2 separate regions of the Mus musculus genome follow, and region 2 is linked to region 1. A link is a contact called in public HiChIP or PLAC-seq data. All regions are on one chromosome and are shown on one strand. The core of a region is the stretch at or near the end of the contact, and the rest is flanking DNA. Distances in the headings are between cores, read along the strand shown.

Evidence for each region. HiChIP or PLAC-seq counts read pairs in DNA pulled down with a chosen protein or histone mark.
Region 2: an H3K4me3 HiChIP or PLAC-seq map of embryonic basal ganglia shows a contact between it and region 1, with 4 times the contacts expected there. The contact joins two enhancer-like sites. A contact is called at or near these places in 1 of 484 Hi-C or Micro-C datasets (nephron progenitors) and 2 of 115 datasets of contacts at active chromatin or transcription factors (embryonic basal ganglia and embryonic stem cells).

Annotation. Positions count from the first base shown.
Region 1 is chr5:111,517,063-111,521,881 of GRCm38.p6, forward strand. No RefSeq gene overlaps it. Among named protein-coding and RNA genes, the nearest start is that of Gm36223, 10 kb to the left of the region's middle. Within about 2 kb of position 2,634, at least 50 of the 459 cell types and tissues checked have an H3K27ac peak or open chromatin away from gene starts, as enhancers often do. A contact at or near this core is called in embryonic basal ganglia, where this site is marked.
Region 2 is chr5:111,841,042-111,845,860 of GRCm38.p6, forward strand. No RefSeq gene overlaps it. Among named protein-coding and RNA genes, the nearest start is that of Gm29935, 50 kb to the right of the region's middle. Within about 2 kb of position 2,195, at least 33 of the 459 cell types and tissues checked have an H3K27ac peak or open chromatin away from gene starts, as enhancers often do. A contact at or near this core is called in embryonic basal ganglia, where this site is marked.

The DNA of each region.
Region 1 (4,819 bases), core at 1,384-3,883:
ATAGGGACCTTGCAGAATTTTTCCAGCAGGAGGAAGCCAGAGGGGACCAGGTCTAAGACCCACACAGCTGCTATGACAGTTCGAACGGGGTAAGGAATAGGATTATTAATGACGTGAACATACATACAGAGAGGCAAAAGTATGCCAGCAGCTGTGAGGGGCATTCATGCCCCTAATATTGGGAACAGACAGCATGGTGGGGTCTCTGAAGAGAGGAAACAGGATGTATGTGACAGAGTGGAGTCTGTTTGAACATAAATACTTTTCTGAGGATGGTGAGATTTCCCAGCACAAGTCTACAGACAGGCTCTCTGATTCCCAGGTAGGAGGCAGGGTAGGGGTGGGGAGCCGTGTGTGTGGTGTCTTCACTACCCTGTGGTATTGAAGACAGGTCCTGAGATTCTGTTAGCTTGGGCTTCACAGACAGTGTCTCAGTAGGTACCTGTCAGTATCCGTGTGAGGGGAGGGGCTGCTGCAGAAGTGTCTTAGGGTTACTATTGTCGTGGTGAATACCATGACCAAAGCAACTTAGGGAGAAAGGGTTTGTTTAGCTTGTACTTCCACATCATAGTCCATCACTGAAGGAAGTCAGGGTGGAAACTCAAGCAGGGCAGGAACCTGGAGGCAGGAGCTGATGCAGAGGCCATGGAGGGGTGCTGCTTACTGGCTTGCTCCCCATGGCTTGCTCAGCCTGCTTTCTTATAGAACCCAGGACCACCAGCCCAGGGTTGGCTCCACCCACAATGGGCTGGGCCCTCCCCCATCAATCAATAATTAAGAAAATTCCCTATAGGCTTGCCTACAGGCTAATCTTAATGGAGGCATTTTTTGTTTGTTTGGTTTTGTGTTTGGTTTTGTTTTGTTTTGTTTTGTTTTGTTTTGTTTTGTTTTGTTTTGTGTCTACACTCTCCTTCCCCTAGAGTTTCTCCCTGTAGCCCTGGCTCTCCTGGAACTCTCTCTGTAGACCAAGCTGGCCTTGAACTCACAGAGGTACACCGTCTCTGCCTCCCAAGTGCTGGCTCACGGATGCATTTTCTTACTCCAGGCTTTCTCCTCTCAGATCACTTTAGCTTTATGTCAAGTTGATACAAAACTGTTCAGCACATGGCTGGAGCAGCAGCTGTGTCCTGATGTTATATTCTATGTAGACACAGTGTGGATAATAACTTCATCTTGTGCCAGGGTTATACACCCACTGTGATGGCCAGTGCTAGTTGCCAGTTTAACAGAATCTAGAATCACCTGGGAGGTGGGCCTCTGGGTATGCCTATAGGGATTATCTCAATTACATTAACTGAGGTGGGAAGATCTACTCGCTGTGGGTGCCACCTTTGCCTGATTGGAGTCCTGGACTACAGGAATGGAGAGAGGGAGTTGAGCAGCAATATTCCTCTCTGTGTATTTGGACTGTGGATGTCATGTGACCAACCAGCCTCCTGTTCCAGCCACCAGGCCTTCCTTGCGACAATACACTGTATCCCTCTGGACCTGTGAGTTGAAATACATCCTTTCTCTTTTACGTTGCCTTTGTCAAGTATTTTATCTCACTAAGGAGAAAGTATCCATGCTTTCCTGTGAGCCTCCGGGCATCTCACTGATGATCTTGGCTCACTGACAGAAAAGGCCAGCTTACACACTTAGGCATTTATGCTCTTTGTGTAGGGTGCTGAGGAAGCCTGTGCTCCTCTTTGTCTCCGCTGAGCTACTAGCAGAGAGGTCCTTGGGATTGGGATTGCCAGACCCATTTTCAAGTCAAGAGCCTGGGACAAACCCTGGGAGTTCAGCCTTGTGGGCAGTATTGTCCTGGCCTGGCAGTCCTGGGTTCTATCAGAAAGTAGGATAAGCAAGCCATGAGGAGCAAGTCAGTAAGCAGCACCCTTCCATGGCCTCTGCATCAGCTCCTGCCTCCAGGTTCCTGCTGTTATTGCTTTTGGGGATGAACAGTGATGTGGAAGCCTAAGCCAAATAAACCTTGGCTCCCCATGTTGCTTTGGCCATGGTGTTTGATCATCCGAGCATCTCTGCACCCATGCATCCAGCCATCCTTCAAGCTCTTTTCCTTATTTATTTTTCTCTTTCATCCCCTTACCCATCCTCCACCCAGCCAGGCCCTGCTGAGAGGGCCCTTGGAGCCTGACTCCCCCCACCCCTGCCCCAGTACTCTGCACACACATCATCCAGAGCACATCAAAGCTGCCTTGGATTCTCAGCCTGGGCAGGAGGAGGCTCCTCTGTATATTTGCTGTCTATAGCACCTGCTCTGAGTGTCCCTCATGGTCCACCATTTCACTAAGCACCATCTCAGACTTCTCTCTGCATTTCATAAAACACCCAACCAGCAGCATGTTGGCACAACGAGGCAATAAACAGAAAATTCGATTTATTTACCCAGATAGGAAGGAGGAAGCCCTACAGCTGCCCAGATCCTTCGTACTGTAAAGGACCAGCATTCAGAGAGGCTGTCCCTAGGGAGGTTATCTGCAGAGGCCAAGTACCAAGAAGAGGCCCCACGGAGGGGCTGGCAGAACTTGACAGCCTCCCACCGCCTTCTTCCACTTTATTCTGCAGCCCCATGCAAATCACCAGGAGTCTCATTTGCATATGCACCAGCTCATTTCCATATCCCCAGCTCTGGGTGGCAGGGCCCTGGGACTAGCTGACAGCCGCCCCTTTTGTTTGCTCCTGCCATCCAGGGAATTGCTTCTCTGTCCTTCCAATTGCGGCTGGGGGAGAGAAAGAAAGAAAGAAAGCCAGAGAAAGCAGAGCAAAAGGAGGACACCCTCAGGACAAAGCGACAGTCACCATCTGGGCAGGAAGGGAGGAAACACCACTGTCTGGAGTTGGACACTAGGGAAGCTAGTGACAGAGGGCCGGGCCGGCTGCAGAGGGATCCCAGAAGTGTCAGCACTGGCTGCAGGCCCAGCCTTGTCACACACTTGGCTCTGGGATCTCTGCAGGTGACTGAGATGTGTGCCTCTGTTTCCCCCTCTGGGACATGGCTATTTCTCAGTAGCATCCTGAGCTTGTGGGGAGCTTAAGGGTGTGGATGCTGCAGGCCCATTGGTGGCCCTCACCTCTTGCTCCCTTCTTGTGTCTGTTGGGGCCCCTGGTGGGGGTGACACAGCTGTCAAATATAAGCAGAAGGCTTGCCTGCCATTCCCTCCTTTGTGAGATCAGCTTGTATCCATCTAACCTCTGTCTCTGGGCCTCAGTTTTCCCAGGGTGGTAGACTCTACCACCAGAAGCTGGTTCCATTTGCTCTGGTCTGATTTCACTGTATGGAATGAGTCTAGCACCTGGCCCAGCCCTGATGTCCTTTGTGCCTTGCATCTATGCCCATTTTACAGATGAGGACATGGAGGCCCAAGGACAGTCTTCGGCCCATGCTTTGTTGTCCTCTCCTTCCACACTACTGCTCACTGAGGAGCCCCTGGCACCATTCCTGTTCCAGCAGACCTTCTGTAAGCAAGATTGTTGAGGTCACTTGGGGTGGTCACATTAAAACCTGCACCCTGTTTCTGACTACATGACTCTCTTTGGTCTCTGTTCTGATCCACTCAGAATTCTATCTTGGCTCTTCAGTACACACCAAAACTCTTTCCTCTTCTAGGTTCTAGATGACAGCATGGTACAAGAAGTATGTGTGTGTGTGTTCATATGCATGTATGTGTATATGTGTTTCTGTATGTATATATGTGTATGCATGAGTGCATGTGTATGTGTGTGCATGAGTGTATGTTTGAGTATATATGTGTATATGTGTGTATGTATATATGTGTATGTGTGTGCATGAGTGCATGTGTATGTATGTGTAACTATGTATGTGTGAGTGTATGTGCATGTATGTCTGTGTATATGTGTGTGTATGTATATATGTATATGTGTGTGCATGAGTGTATGTGCATGTATGTTTAAGTATATATTTGTGTGAGTATATACATATATGTATGCATATGTGTGTGCATGAGTGTGTACTATAAGTGTGAGTGTGTGTTTGTATATATATATGTGTGTAAGTATATGTGTGTGAATGTATATATGTATATATTTGTGTGTATATATGTTGGTATGTATAAATGTTTGTATGTATATATGTATATGTATGTACATAAGTGTATGTGTATACATGGGTTAGTATGTGTCTATGTAAGTATATGTGTATATGTATATGTGTGTATGTGTGTACATGAGTGTATGTATGTATATGTTTGTGTAGGCATATATATGTGTGTAAGTGTATGTGCGTATTTGTATGTGTGTGAGCATATATATGCATATGTGTATACATGAGTGTGTATGTATTTATGTGTAAGTGAGTGTGTGAGTGTAGTGTATGTGACTATATGTATGTATATGTGTGTGAATGTATATATGTATGCAAGTGCATGTCTATATATGTGGAAGTATGTGTGAGTGTATGTGTGTCTGCATGTGTGTATCTGTTTATATTTGTGCATACATGTGTGAATGTATGTGGTATATGTGTGTGTTGCAAGTGAGGTCTCTTGTCCTATGTGAGCAGCCATGTGCTGTTCTCTTCCACACATGCATGTACACATATGTAGCTGGGATGGACTGGCTTGCTTTTTCTGTACCATGTGTGCTGCATGTGAAAGATTCCTGTGCAATAACTCAGAAGACCAGAGACACCTACGAGGTGCATGTGTATGCCTGCTCTGGACATTTCCTGTCTGTGTTCATGGGATTGAGTCCTACCTTAATCTGTGAGTGAGTGCTTTACAGCAGCATGCTTTGTTCCTCTGCAGGAACATTAGTCCTGGCCCTCTGGAGGTCTCTTTCCTCCTCAACAATGACTCCA
Region 2 (4,819 bases), core at 945-3,444, 320 kb after region 1:
GCTCTGTTTCACTATTTCAAATCACCTCTCCTCACAGTGGGCAGACTCTAGCTTGAGGGAATGCCCCAAGACCCAAAACTCAAACCACCTTCTAGTGAGACATCTTAACTATGGAAATACCCCCAAGTGAGCACTGAGTTCTGTGTAAGGATCTAGTCTAGGTTCAACTACCTTCAGACTGTCTTTGAAACATGTTATTCACTTCTTGTTCATCCATTCACACATCCACCTACCCATCCATCCATCCATCCATCCATCCATCCACTCACTCATCCCTCCATCCACCCACCCATCCATCCATTCATCTATCCACCCACTGATCCATCCATCCCAACCTTCTATTTGTGACCTTGTAAACCTTGTATATGTACACACACACACACCAGAGAAATGTGTACACACACAACACACAGACACACACACATGCACACAGACACACATGCACAAAGGCACACACAGATATACACACACAAACACACACACATGTACACAGACACACACACAAACACATGCATACAGATGCAGACATACAGACACACACATAGACACACATTTACAAACACACACAGGCATACACATACATGCACACAGACACAGACATACAGACACACACACATACACACACAGAGACACACATATACAAACACAAACATAAGCGCACACACACACACACATACACAAAAACACAGACACACACACACACACACACACACACACACACACACACACAGACACATTAACTTCATCTTCCATTTACCTCAGCTTCCTCATCTCCCAGCTCAAAGGTCTCCTGTGCCCTCTTCATTTCATTATAAAATTGTTTATTTATTATTTGTTTGTTCTCAAACCCCAAAGCCTTTAAATTTAGCAGATGTGTCTGTGAGCTTCCCCAAGCATTGCAGCGCTGTGACACTGACAGAAATGGTTTGTGATTGATCGATGCCGAGGCCCCCACCGATCTTTTTTATGAGATGTTGCGGTAGATCCCAGGGAGGTACCACTGTGGTTTCGCTGTGAGGTCTCAAGTGCATCCATTCCCCCTTTCTCAGGACTTGAAACGTATCTGGCTCCTTGGGGGACTTGTCCTTTCGTGGCTTCGGATATTAGAACACCTCCCATTCTGTTTTCTCTAGGGGTGCCCACTTCAAGAATGTAGGGCGGGCAGTGTGGTCCCTGCCTCCAAGCCTGCAACCTTGCGGTCTGCAGTTCCTTGATTATCATAGGGGGTTTTCATGTCCCTTAAAGTACAGCCTGTGTCCTGTTCAGTGAAAGTAACAGGGAGAGAGTGAGGGCATCGTCATGGGGTTTCCTGTGAGAACCCCAGTCACTCTGCCTCCTGTCTGGGAAGTGCAAGATTGGGGCGGTGCTACCTGAAGCATGAATTCAAAAAGAAAAGTCAGATGTTGGGCATGGGGGTGCACACGTGTCACCCCAGCATCCTGGATGCCGAGTTCTGGGAGGACATCAAGTTCTGGGTGACTCTGTCTCAAAAAAAAAAAAAAAAAAAGACGGAAAAACAAAACAAAACTGTGTCACGTGACCTCGATGTACGCGTAAGAACCAACAGAGCATGCTCCACACACTGGCAGCAGGCATGCCCGGGGCAGGATCTCGGGTTTCCGGTGTTGTACTGAAATACACCAGGCAGAGCATTTTATAAAGAGAGAGGCTGTCGGGTCACAGAACTGCGCATCTCCTGGACTTTAGTGGGGGTTCCCCGGCGATGGTTCACGGTGGAGGATGCGGTGTATGAGGGGAAAGGAGGGGAAGGAGAGGGATTTAGGGCACCCGAGGACTTGCTTTCATTCTCCAAGATCCTGTCTACTCATACAGTCACATTCTGAGATCAAAGGGGGGGGGGAGGGGTGGGATGCTGAGCATACAAATTGGGGGTGCACAACTATATCATAATACAGTGTGTGTGACTTGGAACACCCCAATATCCCAGAGTCTGCCTCTCCTCACTCCCTGGTGCCCCCCAAGGGGGCTGGTTTGCTTCTTCTACTCTCTGACATCCCAGTCCCTTACTTTCATGTCTGTCCCTCTTTCCCAGTCCCTCTGGCCTTTGTATGGAAATAACCCATGTGTCACAGGAGACAAGTCTTTGTTCAAAAAGCTACTGCAGCAGCCAGCACCCAGAGCTCCTCCAACACAGGTCACTGTCCTGTTCAGGGATGTTTGTTGATTGCTCATTGACCTGGGAGTCCTCTGTCTTCAGATGAGAGTAGCTCTGAGCCTGCTTGCTACATACTTGTGCTCTCTCCTCTCCTCTCCTCTCCTCTCCTCTCCTCTCCTCTCCTCTCCTCTCCTCTCCTCTCCTCACCTCTCCTCTCCTCCCCTCTTTCCCTTCCTTTCCTTTTTCCCCATTCTCCCCCCCCTCCAGAAGCCTTAGTCACAAACAATCAGGGTGGGACAATGTCTTCTCCAGGAGAGATATGGGGGTCATCTTTTATTAAGAAGAGAGCTTTTGAAATGCACGGTGAGTGGTGTCCCCCTCATTAGCCGGAGAGGGATCAGGACCAGCAATCTAGTTGATCAGCAGCCGCAATTTATTTTAAACTGCCCGTTTTCTGGATGTCAGAGGACGACTTTTATGTATAATCTTATTTCCAATTTCAACAAAGAACACTTCACTCATGTTGGGTGCAGAGATTTTTTTTTCCTCTCCATAGACAATAACCGATTATAAAAGCAGCTCCCGGCCGCCTCCCCCCCCCCCCAACCCATCTCGTCGTGGTGTTGACATATGGAAATGAGGCAAATGTAATCCCTGTAATTACAAGCATTGTAAGCAGGGTACAATTAGTGTCTCTCCAAGCCGATGTTGTAATCAAAAGACGTTGGTGACACAGTCCAAGGATGGAGGAGACACTCCACAGAACCCAACATGGGTTGGAAAGAAGTTTCTTTCTTTCATTTTCTTCTTCTTCCCACACGGAGACAAATGTCGCCTCCTATTCTCTCATGAGTGGGTGAGGAGAAATCAGTTCTAATTATTTACTCCGCCCATCTAGACCCACGCAGACAGACAAGGGGGCTCCACTTTAAAAATAAACCCAGCCACGTGGCAGGTAGGGCTGGGCTCTGCGGGAGCTGGAATATTTAGACGGTGGCTTTTAAGGTCACCTGTTCTACCGGGGGTATGTCAAGGCACCCGCTGGCCAAATGGGGCCCCATGGGTGAAAGTCAGACACCCACAGGGCTTCCATGTTATCAAACACATTTGGGGCTCAGGGCTGTGGCCGTCACAGATACTTTGCTCATATTTTATTTGAAAACCTTTGTCGGCGTTTAGGTGCCAAGGGGGGTTTGTAGCAAGCATGTGACGCCCGACTCCTGAGAAATTAGAGCTGATCACAAAGGGGAGACCTGTGGTGACACAGGACACCATGGGTGTCCAGTGCCTGTAGGTCCCTGGGGATTCCCACCACTTGCTCAATTCCCACTGAACCACCAAGTTGAAGGAGCTCCACAGACTGGGGCTGTCTGCAGAGTTTGTGGGAGAGCCATTGTGCCTTCCACCTCGGCTGTCTTCCATTTCTATGAAGCACAGTCCCCTTCCTAGTCCCCAAGCCCAGTGCTTCGGGGTGTGTCCTTCCCTGCCAAGCAACAACCAGGCATCCCTACCTGTGCCAAACACAGCTCACCAGCCTTCCCAGGAGGCAGGTCCCTCCCTACCTCCATGGGCATCTACCTCCCAATGCAGTGTGGCAGTTGGGGAGGGGGAGGAGGCTACATTTGAGTTTCTGAATGAATTATTCAACGAGGATTTCTTTGTTGCCTCCAAAGTGAGTGCAGGGGAGGGGGGGGGAGAGAGAGAGAGAGAGAGAGAGAGACAGACACACAGAGACAAACAGAGAGAGGCAGAGACACAGAGAGACAGAGACAGAGAAGAAAAAGAAGGTTGGATAGTTACAGAGCCGATGGTGTGCTCATCACAGCTTAGAGAAAAAAGAGGGAAAAGAAAAAAATGAGGGAGAGGGGACAAAGGAACAGAGAGAGGTGCAGGAGAGAGAAGAGAGAGGATGAGAAAGCAGGGAGGGCGGGGTAAAGGAAAGCTCTATTATTCCCGTTGAAATTGCCCAGCTAAGGAGATACAAGCTCTCCCCAAGGCCAACACACTTCCCAGGACTCAACTCTCACTGTAAAGGAAAATCTGAGGCCATCCCCAAGTTCACATGCTTGAAATGTCCTCTCCCCAGTCCCCTAGCTGATGGCATCCAGAGGTGCCTCGTCGAGGTTATTAGAGTTCCTTCATGAGGATGGGGTCCCTTTGGTCATCTTGGTGAGATGGGACCAAGAAGATGGGACCCTGTTTGCCCACCTAGCACATCAGCTAGCTCAGATCCCCAGAACCGTGAGGTATATAGAAAACAGATAAACTTCTGTTTTCTGAAAATTATCCAGTCTTGGGTATTCTGTGGAAGCAGCTGAAAATGACCCCGAGAGCCATGTTGACCTCCACGCCGCACCCTCTGGTCCAGAGGTCGCTTTAACTTTGAGCCAATTGCTCCGCAGTGCAGTAGTTCAGAATCTAGCACTGTACCCACAGGGAAACAGCTCAAAGCTATAGTGTGGAGGGTAGGGCAGCCACAGTCACAGGGTTGTCATGGATGCGCACACTGCATAAGCCCACGAGCTGTTAGACTAGCTGCGTTCTCTAAGATCCCAAGCCTGAGAATCTTCTGAGTGAACTCTGTCCCCAAACACCAAAAAGACAGTTGGCATCCTGCTCTGGCTCCTTCCTCCCCTGTCTGGTAGCTCAAGCCTCCTGCAAGTGCAGCACCTGTGACATCCAAGGATTGCTGAAGATGTCCAC